Linked DNA regions of Ovis aries: region 2 is linked to region 1. Evidence: chromatin contacts called from public Hi-C data. All regions are on one chromosome and are shown on one strand. The core of a region is the stretch at or near the end of the contact, and the rest is flanking DNA. Distances in the headings are between cores, read along the strand shown.

Region 1 (4,109 bases), core at 670-3,169:
CCCGGAGTTCACTCAAACTCACATCCATCGAGTCGGTGATGCCATCCAGCCATCTCATCCTCTGTCATCCCCTTCTCCTCCTGCCCCCAATCCCTCCCAGCATCAGAGTCTTTTCCAATGAGTCAACTCTTCAGTATGAGGTGGCCAAAGTACTGGAGTTTCAGCTTTAGCATCATTCCTTCCAAAGAACATCCAGGACCAATCTCCTTTAGAATGAACTGGTTGGATCTCCTTGCAGTCCAAGGGACTCTGAGAGTCTTCTCCAATACCACAGTTCAAAAGCATCAATTCTTCAGCGCTCAGTTTTGTTCACAGTCCAACTCTCACATCCATACATGACCACTGGAAAACCATAGCCTTGACTAGACGGACCTTTGTTGGCGAAGTAATGTCTCTGCTTTTGAATATGCTATCTAGGTTGGTCATAACCTTCCTTCCAAGGAGTAAACGTCTTTTAATTTCATGGCTGCGATCACCATCTGCAGTGATTTTTGAGCCCCCCAAAAATAAAGTCTGACACTAGGTGGGCATCAGTTCACCAGTTCAGTCGCTCAGTCTGTCTGACTCTGTGACCCCATGAATCGCAGCACGCCAGGCCTCCCTGTCCATCATCAACTCCCAGAGTTCACTCAGACTCACGTCCATAGAGTCAGTGATGCCATCCAGCCATCTCATCCTCTGTCATCCCCTTCTCCTCCTGCCCCCAATCCTTCCCAGCATCAGAGTCTTTTCCAATGAGTCAACTCTTCACATGAGGTGGCCAAAGTACTGGAGTTTCAGCTTTACCATCATTCCTTCCAAGAAATCCCAGGGCTGATCTCCTTCAGAATGGACTGGTTGGATCTCCTTGCAGTCCAAGGGACTCTCGAGAGTCTTCTCCAACACCACAGAACAAAAGCATCAATCATTCGGTGCTCACCTTTCTTCACAGTCCAACTCTGACAAGCATTTCACTTTTCAGGCGCGTTGCCCATAAACGGGTTGGCAGCAGAGGGCGCTCTTCAGTTAAAATCCGAAGTTCTTTTTCAAAAAGCTTTTAGATACATATTCGCTGCATCCAAGTAACAGTAGTTAAGAGTGTTGTAGAATAACAAGAGTTCTATGAGCTTTGAGTTTGATATAGGGGGAAAGGACATTTATGAAACATAATTGAATGAGACCTTAGATTTTGAGCAATGCTTAGTTTCTTCTAATGAACGTATTTGATTCACACCACTAATATTTTCTGAGGACCGACTCGGTGTAAGACACCAACATACACTTCTAGCGTCTTCCCCGGATACTGTTACGGGAAAACTTGGACCCTTACCATGTGCTTTCTGCACTTTAAGGACAGGGCATTTTAAAACAAAATGAGGAAACTGAAAGTCATCGTATTTATCACATTCAAAAGTAAGGACTTTACTATGCTGTAGATTTTACCTAGAATGTTTGGAACAATCGGCAGCCACAGTTCCTATTCTCAGGTTACATCCCGAAGATAAAACGATTTTCATAACATCTGAATACTAACATAAAACAATATCTGCACATTTATCTACATTTATCTCCCGCGATCAATAGCATCTTCTAGACAGAATCCCGAGTGCCAATATCCTCCGCAACGTCGGATTGCTTCCCGGATTCCAAAGCGTGGTCTTTCCCCACCCTCCTGACCCTCTCCGCCACTACCCATCTCCCCAGAGGCAACCAGCTCCGGTTAGGGCCAAGTAGCTGAACATTTTTAGTTGCTACAAGAGAATCTTTTCCCCTAGCTTCTTATCGATGAATGGGTGTTTAAAAAATAAAAATTAAAAAAAAACCTTAGCTTTAAACCTCTTTCATTTCCAGAACACTCCTGGTTTGGTTTTCAAACTAACGAGGTCTGACTAGTGATCATGCAAAAAGCCTTTTTTGAACACCCCAAGGCGCAAGTCATTGGACAGGGCTCTGGCTGCGTGTCCAAGGTCTCACGTGGTGCCTCCGCGAGCCACCCAGCGCATCTGTTCGGGTGAAACCCTTCAAACTTTTTCTTTCTGTGTTTGAAAAGCAAAATGACCCGATCTAAAGGCGCCGGCCTTCGGCTGCGCAAAATTGATCCTTCTGGGAGGCGGCCGGCCTCCCGGAAGACCGCCGCATGACTCAAGACTCGAAATGTTCCGGAGTTCAAGTCACTCTGGACGTCGCCACCGCCACTTCGCACTCGTCGCCGGGCCGTGCGGCCGCCACCCAGCGGCCCCCGCCCGCCGGCCCCGAACGGCCCGCGCGCCCGCTGCGGGGGAGGGGAGCGCTCGGCTGAGGTCGCCGCCCGGTTGAGCAATCCGGCTATGCAAATAGCGGGGTTACGACAACCAATCGGAGGCCGGTTCTGCCGTGACGCGCGCGCCAAGCGCCCGTAGTATTTATAGATCGTATTTAAAGAGCCCTTGGGAGTCTCCCCAGGCTCGGCTGGGCGGTGGCAGCGGCCGCGGAGCTGCAGTTGGCCCGGCTCGAGTGAGGTGGCGGGGCGGTCTCTGCCGGTCCTTTCCCTGTGGGGGTGTGGGGCGTGGAGAAGCGTCCTAGCACGTTCCGTAGTAAATAGTTTTTACCCACTTCCCAGCTCGGTTTCTGGAGAAGGGGAGGAAATGCTGCCGCTCCGATCATAGTTTTGCTGGAAACAAAGCCAGGGATTTGACATCTCAAAGCAGGGGGTGGGGATGGGGGTGGGGGTGCAGAGAAGGTTTGAACCGACCCCGCCCCGGCCCCACATTTGAGCCACAAACCGACGCCTGTTTCCTGGTGCTGGGCTGTGTGTAGAGGCGGCCTTCCTGGGGGGAGGGGAGAACAATACCGCCTGAAAAGCCAAAAGTCGTGGAATTTGGGGGGCGGGGTGTATTCGTGGAAAATAAACTGCAAGATAGTGGCGGTGATTATCTTGGCGTTCAATCCATTGATCCTCAGACTTACCGGCCAGCGAGCTGCACACTGCAGCGCGAAAGCAGGAAACTGACATTACGTCAGAGGAGAGAAGAGACCCAAACTGCAAGGGCTGCATCTGCAGAGCTGGTTGTTTCTCCTCGGAGGGGTTCTGCGGGCCCGGGGTGCTCCCCCGGGCGGGGCGCTACGGGCTCTCAGGCGGAGGGTGGGCTCTGGGGGCACTCGGGGGACTCCTGGCCTGGGCCGCCCCACGTTGCCCTCACCAGCGGGCTATGTAGGAGCCACGAATAATTCCTTTTAAAGATAGCCCCGCGCTTAGCTGGATGTCCTGAATTCCGAGGGGGGGTGGGGGCCGGGCAGGGAAGCGCACCAAGTGTCCCCTGCTGTCCTTAGTTTAGCGAGAGCTGAAGTCCATCAGAGGAAAGCAGGTGGTGGTGGAAGGGGATTGGCGGGGGAGGGGGTTGTTCCCAGGGAGTCACCAAGGGTTCCAGCCATGTGTAGAACCTGACAGTTCAGCACCTTATCAGGGGTTTTGTCTTCTCAATATTGAGTGCCGTGGTCACCAGAAACTTGCTCTCTGCCAGGGACCTAGCTCCTGAGGCCTTGCCACTGCTTCTTAGAAATCTCTTGAGGACAGACAGGCTGCAGGAGAATAGCGTCCATTAGTACATTCTGTCTCTTGGAAGACATTGAGGAGTTTGGCGCTAACCTCACCTGCTCCCTCATTCCTGGCTCAGGGTCATCACAAGGTAACCGCAGTAACCAATTCTCCTGGGCTCCTGGCCCACTCCACCGGTGAGCCGAGCTTAGCGCAAAAAAGGTTGGTGACAGCAGCCAATGATGATTGTTCCTGCTGGGTCCTGAGTGCTTTGGCAGGCTATCTCATTTAATTCTCACAGTAACTGGATGGGGTGAGTAGTGTGAGCCGCATTTTGCAGATAAGGAAACAGATTCTGAGAATCAGTGTGTACCCTTCTGCGGATGGGAACCAGGCAGTCTGACGCCAAAGCCTGCACAGTCTGTGGGGGCAGGGAGCTGGCTTTGATCGGGGCACCTTCCAGGCTCACCTCAGTTCACAGCAAGAAGGCAAGCAAGAGTCTTGCTTCACCCCTGTTGTCAGTCAACTACAATAAACCTAGTTCTGGTTAAACATGGTGGCTCTCAGGTGGCATGTTTAATCTCCTGGAGTAAGAAAAACTGCTCCTGAACACCCA
Region 2 (4,109 bases), core at 428-2,927, 180 kb after region 1:
CACTCTTCCCCATGAAGTTCAGATTTGACTCAGATGGAGCACATTTCCCCAAAGTAGTTAAGCCCAAAAAGCTTCACACTAAAATTTATCCCAACACACTTGCCAGCACCAAAGGATATGTAATCCGAGAGGCAGGTGGCAAGAGATTTTGCCCCCAAAGCTGGTATGTTGCTTGGTTGAGGCCTACCTAGAAGCCAGATTATAAAAGTGAGTTGGAAGATGGTCATGTACATTCAGAGGGGCTAGGAACTGCACCTGTCTGGAGGTAAAAGTGAACAGAGGAAATGGGTCTTCTTATTCATGCAGGTTGTAAGACTAGTAGAGAACTAAGTAAGCCCACTGGTATAATCTCATAGCAGAGCAGTCCCCTAGAACACAGTCCAGCATGTTCTAACACATCCATAGCAAATCCTCCTCCCTGGGGGGAATTTGGTGGAAGGAGAACTGGAGCAAGTCTCTCCCCTGAAATCCCACGATATCAAAATTATTTGTGATTACCATTCACACTTCCTTACTCCCATCAGAGCTGACTGAAGTTCTGTAATCATACACATTAGTTTGACTGAAAAACGTAAAAGCTTAGTTCCATACCAGCTTTGGAACTGTATATCAAGTCGACATTAAGACGTTTTTAATCTTGCTACCAGGGATGTGAAGGTGAAATGTCATAGCTATGAAGCAATTTGGATTTCTGTGGGAGAATAACTTTAACCTATAACGACTAGCTCAGTCAGAAATACTTATTTAATAATACCTTTGGTCAATGAAATTGCAAGAGAGACTGGGTTGTGTGGACATAAAATTACAATCAGAGATGAAAAATGGTGGCAAGAATTTTAAAGCATTTCATGTCTTGTCAGGCTAAAATGGGGTTTAAGCCTAAACGGGGTTTAGATCTAAATTCATACGGAATTCAGATACGCTTTGGAAGGTTAATGTCTCAGTCTCTTAATTTCTTCTAGTTTTCCTGTTGGTCTAAGCTGCCAGAGTTTCTTCATGTTGGTAGACCGACATTCGAAGGGTTGTGCTACCGGTTAGTACACTGTGACCTTGACTCTGGGCACAGAATTTAGCGCGTCTTGCTGGGTCTCTGAGACCTCCACCAGTTACCCAGGAACTGCTTCAAATTAGTTCCAGTTCTTGCTTAGAGCGCCTCTTAAAAAAAAAAACCAAAAAACAAACCCCCAAAACAGCATATACCTTGATGGCTCAGGAAATAAACAAACAGGTGCAAGGAGAATAATCTGAAGGTCATTTAAAAATAAACAACCCTCTAGGAGCCAATTTATTTACCTCTTTTTCTAAACTGCCAATTGAGCCCAGCCCCACGCTGGTCTAAGCGGTGGCGGCCCAGGAAGCCGACCCGGTGTCAGCCACTTGACCCAGTCGCGTAGTCGGCGGCCCCCTTCCTTCTCGAAATCCGCAAAGAAAGATTCGCCCCAGCAAATCTAGGGAAACAGGGAGAGGGGCCGTCAACGTCGGACGACGCACATAAGCCCTTTTCCTACACCTGCTGGTCCTCTCCCAGAGGATACCGCCTCCAGACTCAAGCATCCGGAAAACAAAATAAGACGCCCCGGCGCGGCACTCACGCACTTTCCGGCACGCCGCAGCCGTAAACGCAGCCCTCAGCTCCAACGCCGGAGGCTGTCGACCAAGGCGGGCGGCAGGCTGTAGTGGGGCGGAGCAACCTGTCAGGGAAGTGGGTAGGGCACCGTCCGGAAAAACCCCAGCGCGACTGCGCGAACGCAGACGCGGGGCTCTCCGCAGCGGCCCTGGGGCGCCAGTGGGCGGGGCTTGTCGTCCTGACAACGCGGGAGCGTTTGTCCACATAGCCCGGAGATCACACTTGGCCGACTACCGAGGTCGTGTATGCTTCAACATGGTGAGCAGGAAACGTAGGGGAGCAGGGCCAAGGGGCGATCATTGATGCTCCTGCGCTGTGTTAAATGATGTGGCAAGGGCCTGTCGTATTTTATTAGAGGAGAGCGAGTCGGTTTAGGAAAGACCCCATATCCTTAGCGGGTATGGACCTCTCCTGAAGTATGGCCTTCCATTCGGGGTCTGATGGACCGGAGAGAGAGTCCAGACCTGTTTCTGCAAACGGGGAATGGTCAGTTTGTGGTGTTTTAATCAGATCAGATGATGTTTTAATCTCCAGCTGCTGCTAAATTCAAATATTCGTCTCAATTTAGTTACTCCTAGTAGTGATAGACATTCCTGTGAAATTTCTTTTTTTTTTTTTTAAATTGAAGCTTGGTGGAAATGCATAGTTTTGTTTGGTTTGCTTTTTCCGCCTCAGCAATTAATTGAAAGCTGCTGCAGTTTACTCTCGGAGAAGGCAATGGCACCCCACTCCAGTACTCTTGCCTGGAAAATCCCATGGACGGAGAAGCCTGGTAGGCCTCAGTCCATGGGGTCGCTAAGAGTCAGGCACGACTTTCCTTTCACTTTTCACCTGCATGCATTGGAGAAGGAAATGGCAACCCACTCCAGTGTTCTTGCCTGGAGAATCCCAGGGACAGGGGAGCCTGGTGGGCTGCCGTCTATGGGGTCGCACAGAGTCAGACACACTCAAGTGACTTAGCAGCAACAGCAGCAGTTTACTCTGCTTTGAAAATTTATTTTATGTGGTTTTTTGTGGAAATTTGAATTGTTTTGTGATTCAGAGTATGCAACCTGCCTGGTGTTTAAGTACGATAGAGCGTCTCGTTTTGTTTTTCTGCACTCTTCAGCTGTCGTGTCTTCTCCAGGAACACAGACCAACATGTAGCTAAAATGTTCTCGTTTCCCATTTTCTTAAAAGTGATTTCCATCTTCTTCAGTGATTAAAACCAGATGGAAGTGGAAAGCGTAATTAGTTTAATTATTTAATTCATTAATTAAGGGAAAATATGGAGCATACTCTTTGTGCTTGGTACTAGACTGAAACGAAGTACACAAAGGTGATAATTACAATCTCTCCCTGGTATGGAAGACAGACTTAGCAAATTAATTACAATACAGTTTTATAACTATAATCATTGAAGTGACTACGATGGAGTAACACAAAGATGGGAATGTTAAAATTAGGGCGGGAGAGGAAAGGGGGACAGGAAGAGCAGAGCAGTGCTTTTCAAGCTGTGTTTTAAAGTATGATGAATTTACCAGAAGTAATGAGAAGAAACAGGGTGTGGAGAGCGTTTATGTCAGGGAGAACAGAAAGTAAATGGATTTTAAACTGACTTAAAGCTGCTGATAAGGGAACAATAGGCACCTATTTATTTTCCAACCAGTACACAAGTTTATTGTTTTTAGATCCCTTTGGCAGTCTTTCTCAAAATGTGGTTTCTGGAAAATTGGAGTAAGCCTGGAATGGACTTGCCAGGTGGCTCTAGTGGTAAAGAACTTGCCTGCCAGTGCAGGAGACATAAGAACCACAGGTTCCATTCCTGGGTGGGAAAGATCCCCTGGAGGAGGGCATGGCAACCCACTTCAGTATTCCTGCCTGGAGAATCCCAAGGACAGAGAGGTCTGGCGGGTTACAGCCTATGGGGTTACAAGAGCTGGACACTACTGAAGTGGCTTAGCACGCACGCAAGCCTTGAATACCAGTTCAAATGCAGCTTCCAGGAACAGACTGGACTCCAGATCTAAGTATTAGTTTCCTAGGACTGCCAAGTAACAACATACCACAGACTAACTGGCTTCACCAATAGAAATTTATTGTTTCATGGTTTCAGAGTCTAGAAGTCTTAGATTAAGGTGTTGTCAAGGCTGTTCTCACCCTGCCGGTGCTAGCTTCTGCTACTTTTTGTCTTGTGGCAGCATTATCCCATTCTTTGGTGTTGTCTGAGTGTGTGTGTCTCTATGTCCACAGTTCCCCCTTTTTACAAGGTTTCCAGTCTCATTGAATCAGAGGTCCAGCCTATTCCAGTGTGACCTCATCTTAATTTAATTACATCGACAAGGACCCTCTTTCCAAACAAGGAAACATTTGGAGACACTGTGAGATGGGACTTTAATATATGAATTTTGAGGGAACACAAGTCAACCCATACCATGAACTGAATTACAATGGGGAGAGAGAAGTGAGTGTGTATACTTTTAGCCCAGGAATATGCATTTTT

What was found. Hi-C and Micro-C count contacts between places; a contact is called where the count stands out from the background.
Region 2: a Hi-C map of liver shows a contact between it and region 1, with 4 times the contacts expected there. The contact joins the promoter of ETFRF1 here to the enhancer-like site in region 1. A contact is called at or near these places in 7 of 16 Hi-C or Micro-C datasets (blood, hypothalamus, liver and 4 more).

Annotation. Positions count from the first base shown.
Region 1 is chr3:190,240,877-190,244,985 of ARS-UI_Ramb_v3.0, forward strand. No RefSeq gene overlaps it. Among named protein-coding and RNA genes, the nearest start is that of KRAS, 130 kb to the right of the region's middle. Within about 2 kb of position 1,920, at least 53 of the 54 cell types and tissues checked have an H3K27ac peak or open chromatin away from gene starts, as enhancers often do. A contact at or near this core is called in hypothalamus, liver, muscle and 1 more, where this site is marked.
Region 2 is chr3:190,423,600-190,427,708 of ARS-UI_Ramb_v3.0, forward strand. ETFRF1 (electron transfer flavoprotein regulatory factor 1) reads right to left here and starts at 1,678. Exons shown (of 3, transcript XM_042247389.1): 1 at 1,593-1,678. DNAI7 (dynein axonemal intermediate chain 7) reads left to right here and starts at 1,803. Exons shown (of 14, transcript XM_060413313.1): 1 at 1,803-1,885. The coding sequence starts at 1,883.